Linked DNA regions of Sus scrofa: region 2 is linked to region 1. A link is a contact called in public Hi-C data. All regions are on one chromosome and are shown on one strand. The core of a region is the stretch at or near the end of the contact, and the rest is flanking DNA. Distances in the headings are between cores, read along the strand shown. Region 1 holds the start of RIDA (ribonuclease UK114). Region 2 overlaps ERICH5 (glutamate-rich protein 5).

Region 1 (4,879 bases), core at 2,011-4,510:
TTCTTCCACTTTACTTGACCAGTTACATTACAATAGTTAATGATTTAAAAAATTTTATCTTCTAAGTAGATAAGACATGGATTGGCGAAAAATTCAAAAGCTATAAAAAAGCATATACAGTGAAAAGCTGTCTTCCACCCTCACCCCCCCTTCCCAGTTTCCTTCAGCAGAGATAACATTGTTTTTAGTTTCTTATGCATCTTTCCACAGTCCATGCTCACACCAGCATAAATGTATATATTCTTAGACAGGCACACAGATGGTAGCTTGTTGTGGATGCCTTCCTGCATCTTGGTTTTATCATGTAACAATCCTGGAGATCTTTCCATATTAATTTAGTTGTATGGATCTAGCAGGATTTAACTAGTTCCTTATGGATGGACATTTAGGTTGGACATTGGGATATTTCCAATGACCCAGGGAATGTATTAAATTATAACTTAATTCTATTTATTGGATTAGAATTGTATCTCATTCTTATTTTAAAAAACACACGCATGTAACCTTTGATATTTCTCTCTTTCTAACAAATGTTGACTTTTACTTCTGGTGGTAGTTTTTTTTTTTTGCAGGTCATTGGCCCTGACTAAAAAGTTTCCCAATTCATGTGGAAGTGGAAACATGTTTTCTGATTTCAATAATTCAGGGGTTCCCCTCCCATTTTATTCAAATATAATCGATATAAACATTATTTTAGTTTTAGGTGCATACTGTGATGATTTAATAAAGTAATTACTACAACAGGTTTAGTTAACATCCAAGAGTTCAGGTTTAAAGTCACCTCGGAAAATAAAAAAAAAAGTCTTTTTGCCTTTTCTAGGGCCGCTTCCCATGGCATATGGAGGTTCTCAGGCTAGGGGTCAAATCAGAGCTGTAGCCACCAGCCTACGCCAGAGCCACAGCAACGCGGGATCTGAGCCTCGTCTGCGACCCACACCACAGCTCATGGCAACGCCAGATCCTTTACCCACTGAGAAAGGCCAGGGATCGAACCCGCAACCTCATGGTTCCTAGTCGGATTCATTAACCACTGCGCCATGACGGGAACTCCTAAAAAAAATTTTTTTTGGTTGTTAAATGTTTCACTATGTTTCCAACTTTCTAGTGACATAAAACTGTCTTAAGTCAGTCAGTAAGAAACTTAAAGAGCACTTCTCTGATAATCAGCCAAGTGGATTCTTAACACTCCTCAATATAACAAGCAGAGAAGGGAACTTCAAATGTGGAAAAAGACCCACCTGTTTAGCTTCTTCTACCACTCCTCCTGGCACAAGCTGTCCACTTGCAGGGTCCATGCCTATCTGTCCTGAAATGTAGATGGTCCTGTCGACTAACACAGCTTGACTGCAATAAACAGAAATGCAGTGTGTATACAAAAGATCAATATGAAATACAAAACTCAATGCTAAGAGACTTCTTTGCTAAGGACACAAAAAGCACAAAATGTTAAAATAAAGAAATTTGAAAACTGGACTTCATTAAAAACTTTTGCTTACTGAAAGAGATCTTTAAGAAAAAGAAAATGTGGTTAAGTCGCAGATTGGGAGAAAGTATTTGCAAAACATATCTAACAAAGGATGTGTATTCAGAATATATAAAGAACTCTTATAACTCAATAATATAAAGACGAACCAATAAAAAAACAGGCAAGTGATCTGATCAGACACTTCACAAGAGAAGACATACAAAGGGCTAAGGAGTAATGCAAACCAAAACCACACGGAGATACCATCACACACAATAAGGCCTCACTGATAACAAATATTGCTGAGGATGTGGAGTAACTGGAACCCTCATACTTTGTTGGTAGGAATGCAAAATAGTACAGACACTTTGGAAAATTGTTTGGCAGTTTCTTAAAAATATAAACATACACATAACATACAACCCAGCAATTTCTTTCCTAGGAAACTACCCAAAAGAAATGAAAACATATGTTCAAAGACTTTACATGACTATTCAGAACAGCATTATTCTTGATAGCAAAAATTAAAAACAAAAAAATAAAAAACACTCACTGATACATGCACCTAAAGACTACATACTATTTGATTCTACTTACATAAAATTCTAGAAACAAACAAACAAAAAAAGCAGTAGAAAATAGATTAGTGGCTGCCTGGGAGGTAGGTATGGGGATTGATGAGTGAGAATTTTTTGTAGGGGCTCGGCAGAGGTGTGTGGGGGTGATGTAAATATTCAAAAACTTGACTGTGGTAGCAAATGCATAATTCTATATAGTTACCAAAACTCATGGAACTTTCCATTAAAATGGGTGAATTTTACATGTAACATATGCCTCAATAAAGCTGTAAAACAAAAGAAAGCAATGCCAAAGGCACTCTCAAGAAAATAATTAGACAAGGTTAATCATTGCTGAAGGATCAATTAAAGATCCACCTGTGAGGTTACACGTGCCAAGTACTTTTGGAACTTTTTTTTTTTTTTTTTTTGTAATGAGAATACTAAGTTTCAGAATTAGGATAAAATCACAGGAAAAAGCATAAGTTACACGATACCTGAAAGCTAAACGAACTTTATTTATTTTTGGATAAAGAAAGCCCCACCATTGTTTCTTAATTGTGATAAAAAAGTATTTATCAAACATAAAATGTACCATTTTGAAAACCATTTTTAGGTATACAATTCAATGGCACTGAATACCTTCGTTGTAAAAAGTTTATAAACAAACTTTAATATCAATTTAACTTTGTAAGTAAAGTTTGTTTTACCATTTCACCTTTATTATGAAACAAGATACTCTCATTTCTAATTTTCTAGTTACCTATATTTTGTGTCCTAACATGTTGCAAACTTCATGACGTCTCCCTCTGATTTCCCGACTAAATCTTTTTTCTTCATAATTTTAAATATACAATTGATGATTTTAAATTCGTAGTGGGTCTCCGGGTGCATTGCCCCCTTTCCCAGGTTCAGTTTCCCGGCTCAGTGTGTCCGACGAGGTTGCCCGCAATGACCTCGGAGGACCACCGCAGCTCGGACCGGATTGGCCCAAGCCCCAAGCCAGACCCCACCCGCCCGAGTCCGTCCCGGCTCCACGGCCATCTGTACCTGTAAGGACCAATGGCCGCTGGGGCTTTCACAGTACTGATCACCTTTCTGACCAAAGCCGACATGCTAACGCTTTTCTCTGGAGGCCACTCCTAGACAACAACCTCGTAAAGCGTTCCCACTGGCGTTTCTGGAGACTAATCAGCCGGGGCTGGAGTTCCTGTTTTAAAGCGTCACCCGGGGCTGGGTTCGCTGAGAATTCTGGGAATTGTAGTCTCCGTGCGACTCTGGGCCACGTGGAGGCCACGTCTCACCGGCGCATGCGCCCTCTAGCTCGCTCGCCACGCACGTCGGCGTCGTGACTGCCGCAGAACGTTGTCATTTCTGACCCCGGGCTTGCTGGCTTCCAGCCGCAGAGCATCTGGCAGGTAGGTTTTGAGGGGTTGGAGTCTACCAGGGTCCACGAGGATGGGAGGAGTGTGTGTCAGTCCCTCCACCGGTGCCGGAGCACTGGCTAGGCTCCCCTCCCTCTCTTTCCCCTCACTCGCTGACCTACTCTTCCCCTGTTGCCTTCTTTTCCCCACGGCCCCTCCTTCTGTTACCCGAAAAGTAGCTTCACCTCTTGGTGGGTATCAATCCAGAACCCTCTCTTCCCCCCGCCAAAACAACAAAAAACCCAACTGAGCCAAAGTTTGGGAGAAGGAAGTACTTCTTACTTGCTATGCACCGGCGATTGGAAGAAGAAAGTGCTTCTTACTTGGTGAACACCCGTGATCTTTCCAAAAGCAACCGAGAAATTGGGGAACTTTTAAGCTAACGTATATGTGTATTCATGAAGGGGCTTGAGCAGAGAAGAATTTAGCATAGAATTGGGGCAAAGGGCAGCAGAGTCCAAACTTAGTTGATTGAAACCTCAAGGGTCAGAAAAAAGGTCAGCATCCCTCAGGTTCCAGTTGATCTGATGATTGAGTGTCCAAGGCGGGTTCAAATAATGCAAAACAGATCAAGAAAGTACGTCAGGCTGATCTTTACCGCAGCAGCAGATCTGGGAGTTTACAACTGATTTTTGTTCTTGCTACTTTTCTTGTCTTAGTTTCCCTTAAGATCATGATTACTGCGACATTCAAAGGCAAGCATTGAGGCCAGGCTTAGATCACAAAATGACTTAAGCCAAAAATGGATGGCTTCTCTGATGTCAAGAAAGCCATCCCTGGTTCTCTGTCTCCAGGAACCTCCTACCTCATCTACTTACACTTCCGCTCCTGTGCTGGAGCCACCTGTGTTTGTCGTTTCTCTGGATTGCCCCACGGGGCAGATGCCATCCTAGGGGAGGCCATTGTACCCATCTACCATCCAAAAGGAATAAGGGGTCGTTGAGGAGAGCACGCTGAGACCTGGGCAGTGTTCACCTCCCGCCTCTCCCATGCTCCCTTTTCTGGAATGTTCTTGAGCTTTACTGGGTGTCTGTGTGTTCCCTTTCCATCTCAATAGACACCAGCTGACTGAGATCTGAATTCAAATAGGTTATTGATCTTGGTCCAGCAAATGGCCCCAGAGTTCCTCTCTTGGCAGATACTCAGTCATGCAGTGTCAGAAGCACTGCTGCTTGGCTCAGTGTTTTTTACTGTTAGTATATGCATTATAGGAACATTTCACTCCATTTATGCCTATGCATGTTTGAGCAGGGCACTCTGCTAGGTGCTGGAGGTGGAACAGTGAAAAAAACTGGCAAGATCTTTGTCCTCCTCTGAAATGTAATATAAGAAAATCATCTTTATTCCCCCTCATTTTCTTCTGCAGACCCATAAGGTTTTGGCTTCCCTACTTCCAGCTCAAGAACCTTTAGAAGTTCTTTGAAAGTTCTGGC
Region 2 (4,714 bases), core at 524-3,023, 41 kb before region 1:
GGAGTTCTGTCTGTGGCTCGGCGGTATCCATGAGTTCGATCCCTGGCCTCACTCAGGGACCCAGCATTTCCTTGAGCTGCAGTATAGGTTGCAGATTCTGCTTGGATTTGGATTTGCTGTGGCGCAGGCTGGCAACTACAGCTCTGATTTGAACTTTAGCCTGGGAAATTCCCTATACTGCAGGTGTGGCCCTAAAAACCAAAAAAAAAAAAAAAAAAAAAATCACAGTATCAACCTTAGAACTCCATGCGTTAAAGCTATATGCATCAACTAGCCTGCAGACTGGATTTGTGTTTGGACAATTCTGCCTAATGATTTTCTGTAATTGGCCTAAGAACTGTTATACATAATGCAGTCAGTATTATCCTACAAGCAAAAGAATCATAAATAATGGCTTGTGCTAAATTACCTCTAAGATTTCTTGGAGTTCCTGTTGTGGCTCATTGTGGTAAGAATCTGACTAGTATCCATGAGGATGTGGGTTCAATCCCTGGCCTCACTCAGTAGGTTAAGGAAATGGCATTGCCATGAGCTATGATATAAGTCGCAGATGTGGCTCAGATCTGGTGTGGCTGTGGCTGTGGCTGGCAGCTGAAGCTGTGATTCGACCCCAGCCTGGGAACTTCCATACACCACACTTGTGGCCCTAAAGAAAAAATAAAGAAAAAAAGAGATTTGTTACATCTCTAAAATCCTGTAATGAGGTACTTATTTTCTGGCCCCAGTAAGTCAAATAGCTGCTACTAGTTCGGTAACCATTATACTGAATGGGAATAATCTGTTCTGACTACATGGTGCTCTTTGCTCTGACCCATCAAACACTGAATCCCACTGAGCTGCTTTCTATCACCTCCAAAGATAACCCACTAGGGAAAGAGATGTAGGGGGAAGGGACAGGGACAGAGATGGAGACCGGCCTCTGGTGTAAATAATTATCCAGCGCTATTCAAAGTGCAGAACAAGGCCTGGTGTGTGGTAGTTACACATAGACTTTTACTGAATGCCCTGAAATGTGTGAGGAAAGAGCCTTTTCTTTCCAGAATGACAAGTAGATTGAGTTTGGGATGTCCTGTGTTTGTGGAAGCAAGTTTTACATCTCAGGACAGTTTCTATTCTTTATCTTTTTAGGGCCACACCTGCAGCATAGGGAAGGAAGTTCCTGGACTAGTGGTCAAATCGGAGCTGCAGCTGCCGGCCTCCGCCACAACCACAGCAATGTAGGATCTGAATGCATCTGTGACCTACTCCACAGCTTGTGGCAATGCCAGATCCTTAACCCACTGAGTGAGGCCAGGGATTGAACCCGCATCGTTATGGATACTAGTCGTGTTCTTAACCTGCTGAGCCACAGTGGGAACTCCCAATTTCTGTTCTTTTTAGTGCCCTGAGGAGCTGATGGATCTGAACACCAAAGATTTTTGTTAACCACACAAACATCAAAGGACCCAAAGCTTTCCAGACCTTTGACATCTGAACTTTCCTCCACATGCTGTCAGCCCCCTGCTTATAGGTGAAATTACTGTTCCACTCTCTCCTGAAATAAATGCCATCAGTTTCTGGCAGACTTCTTCCTAAGATTTTATAGCTTAAGCTCCAATGTAGACAAAGTAAACAGATGATAATTATTGACAAATTCATTGCTAGATTAGTGTGTCCCTTTTCTCTGACAGCCATGATCACGTGTTTGTTCTTATCTGGACTCTCACTTGCTGCTCAGAGTCCACACTGCCTCAGTAATAGGATGAAGGTTGAATTTCACAGTTCGGTGAATTGTTCTTTGTACTGTGTAAATACCTTCAGTCTTTACCCAGTATTTTCACACGGTGACGTGTCAGTCCTAAGTAGACAAACACTTCTTTGTAGTTGAAGAACCAACATCATTAACATTAAAATGTTATAGGCTTTTCTTGCATGCAGATATTATATAAATGGGGTTTCTGTCATTCAAGTGTCCAAAGTCTCTGGACTGATTCTTGTATGTCTTTGTGTCACCTCTAGAGCTTGGCGCACAGAGAATGCTCATTAAATCTTTGTGCTAGGCCTGATTATTATATACCAGCTAATTATGATGGAATATAAGAACTGCATACATGATTCAAAAAATTGAAAACATCTGAAAAATACTGGAGTTCCCGTTGTGGCTCAGTGGGTTGAGGACCTGATGTTGTCTCTGTGAGGATACAAGTTCCATCCCTAGCCTTGCTCAGTGGGTTGAAGATCTGGCATTGCCACAAGCTGTGGCATAGGCAGCAGCTGCGGTTCCGATTTGACCCCTAGCCTGGGAACTTCTATATGCCATACCTGTGGCCGTAAAAAAAAAAAAAAAAAAAAAAAAGAGAGAGAGAGAGAAAATACATGTAGTCAGAAGTACATCTCCTACCCCAGTCCCACCATCTATTTAGTTCTAATCGCAGCTATGGGTAAATGTTTTTTAGGGGTTTTTTGGGATGTATTTTTCTGAAGTTTCTTTATACATTACAAATAATATTTCCTTCTCCCATCATTACTCATAAAATATAATGCATTATACCCACTATTCTTCATCTTTTTTTTTTCACCTAAAAACATGCAGGTCTTTCTATAATCTCTCTGTGATACAGAGAACTTCTTTCCTCTTTTCTGTCTTTGCTTAGGAATCCATTGTGTAATTTATTTAACCAGACCCCCAGTGAGAGACATTTGATTGGTTTCTAGTCTTTTCCTTTGCAGACAAGGCTACAATGAATTCCTTTACACATACATCATTATGAAAGCATTCAGGCATAACTGTAGGACCATTTCCCAGAAGTGGCATTACTAGGTCAAAGGGTATGCACATTTGTACTTCTGAGAGATCACTGCCTAAACGCCTTCCATAAAGCTTGTACCAGATCACACACTCATCAACAATTCAGGACATCTTTTTCTAAAACGGAAGGATTTTGACCTTAGTGCAGGAGCAGCAAAACATAGGCATGGAACAGAAATCAGGAGGTAAGGTAGGAGCACCCACTTGGTTCCAGGTACTTTAGCCCATAATTTCCATTCATCTCCATAAAAGCCTTATAAAGCAAACATTCGTTTCACCAAATACAGCAAGAAAACTGCAGTTTAGGGAGGGTAAATAGCTCAGATACTAGTCATGTTCTTAACCTGCTGAACCACAGTGGGAACTCCCAATTTCTGTTCTTTTTAGTGCCCTGAGGAGCTGATGGATCTGAACACCAAAGATTTTTGTTAACCACACAAACGTCAAAGGACCCAAAGCTTTCCAGACCTTTGACATCTGAACTTTCCTCCATATGCTGTCAGCCCCCTGCTTATAGGTGAAATTACTGTTCCACTCTCTCCTGAACTAAATGCCACCAGCTTCTGGCAGACTTCTTCCTAAGATTTTATAGCTTAAGCTCCAATGTGGGCAAAGTAAACAGATGATAATTACTGACAAATTCATTGCCAGATTAGTGTGTCCCTTTTCTCTGACAGCCATGATCACGTGTTTGTTCTTATCTGGACTCTGACTGCAGCCTCAGAGCTGGTAAGTGATGGAGTTGGGGCTTAAGCTCCATGGACGCCTCTGAAGCACCTACTCTTTTCACAAACTCCAGTTCCATCCGGGTTCAGTCCTGTTTCTGCAAGAACTCATCCTGTGGCCTTCCACGTAGGAGAAAAGCCAGTCCATATCTTTTGAGTGGATGGCTGGGTGAGTGGATGGATGGCAGAGATGGGGATGCAGGGGGTGAGAGTACTACTTAGAAAAGCAGAGGGAGGGCAAGAATCAGGACCCACGGAGTAACAGAGATTGCAAGGTAACCTTGGTGCCCATGGACTTGAGGAGACAGTGTTGGGTCGTGAAGCGACCCTCCTAGCCATGCAGAGAAAGCTCAGCACAGTTAAACAAAGCATTATTGTGTTCTGTGAAATCATGCTTCTGTAAGGTCACCACACATCCCAGCTCATGTGTACAGTTTCACGTCTGTTAATGTTTTACAACATTGGGAGTTCCCGTCATAGCGCAGTGGTTAACAAATCTGACTAAGAAACATGAGGTTGTGGGTTCGATCCCTGGCTTTGCTTAGTGGGTTAAGAATCCAGCGTTGCCGTGAGCTGTGGTGTAGGTTGCAGACTCGGCTTGGATCCCATGTTGCTGTGGCTCTGGAGTAGGCTCGTGGCCACAGCTCTGATTCGACCCCTAGCCTGGGAACCTCCATATGCCGCAGGAAGCAGCCCTAGAAAAGGCAAAAAGACAAAAAAAAAAAAAAAAGTTTTATAACATCACGTTTAAAATTGAAACCTCATTCTTGTGAGGGTCACTGAAAGGCTCACCAAAACTGGTTTTCAAAACATCAGCCTTGGCCAGGTGAAGGCACCAACTCCTAACCACCAGGGAATGCCCGTGATTTTTGCTTTTTAAAGGAAAATATCAGGATATAGCTCTCCAAGTGAGTGTTAATATCTGGCAAGTACCATGATGGCCTGGGAAACTTCTTTACTGCCCCAGGGTTGTTGCAGTTGTTCACGATACTTGAACCCTTCCTTGGGAACTGCCGTGAGGCCCTAGAGTTCATTCTTTCTTTGTCGTTAAGGATGTCAGAATTTGGCCCTTTAGGGATGAATATTGGGGGAAAAAAAACAAAACCCAAACCAAAAAACCTTCATATTGTTTTTATTTTTATCTATTTATTTCGTCTTTTTAGGGCCACACCCGTAGCATATGGAAGTTCCCTACCCCACC

What was found. A called contact is a pair of places that touch in the nucleus more often than the background predicts.
Region 2: a contact with region 1 is called in a Hi-C map of embryonic fibroblasts, with 2.6 times the contacts expected there. A contact is called at or near these places in 1 of 5 promoter capture datasets (liver) and 9 of 47 Hi-C or Micro-C datasets (embryonic fibroblasts, epiblast stem cells, fetal liver and 2 more).

The regions. Positions count from the first base shown.
Region 1 is chr4:38,654,651-38,659,529 of Sscrofa11.1, reverse strand. It overlaps RIDA (ribonuclease UK114), which reads right to left and starts at 3,260. Exons shown (of 6, transcript XM_001928953.5): 1 at 3,073-3,260; 2 at 1,239-1,344. The coding sequence starts at 3,137. POP1 (ribonucleases P/MRP protein subunit POP1) reads left to right here and starts at 3,326. Exons shown (of 16, transcript XM_003481375.4): 1 at 3,326-3,440.
Region 2 is chr4:38,693,895-38,698,608 of Sscrofa11.1, reverse strand. All of the region lies in intron 1 of ERICH5 (glutamate-rich protein 5), which reads left to right. Among named protein-coding and RNA genes, the nearest start is that of ERICH5, 5.9 kb to the left of the region's middle.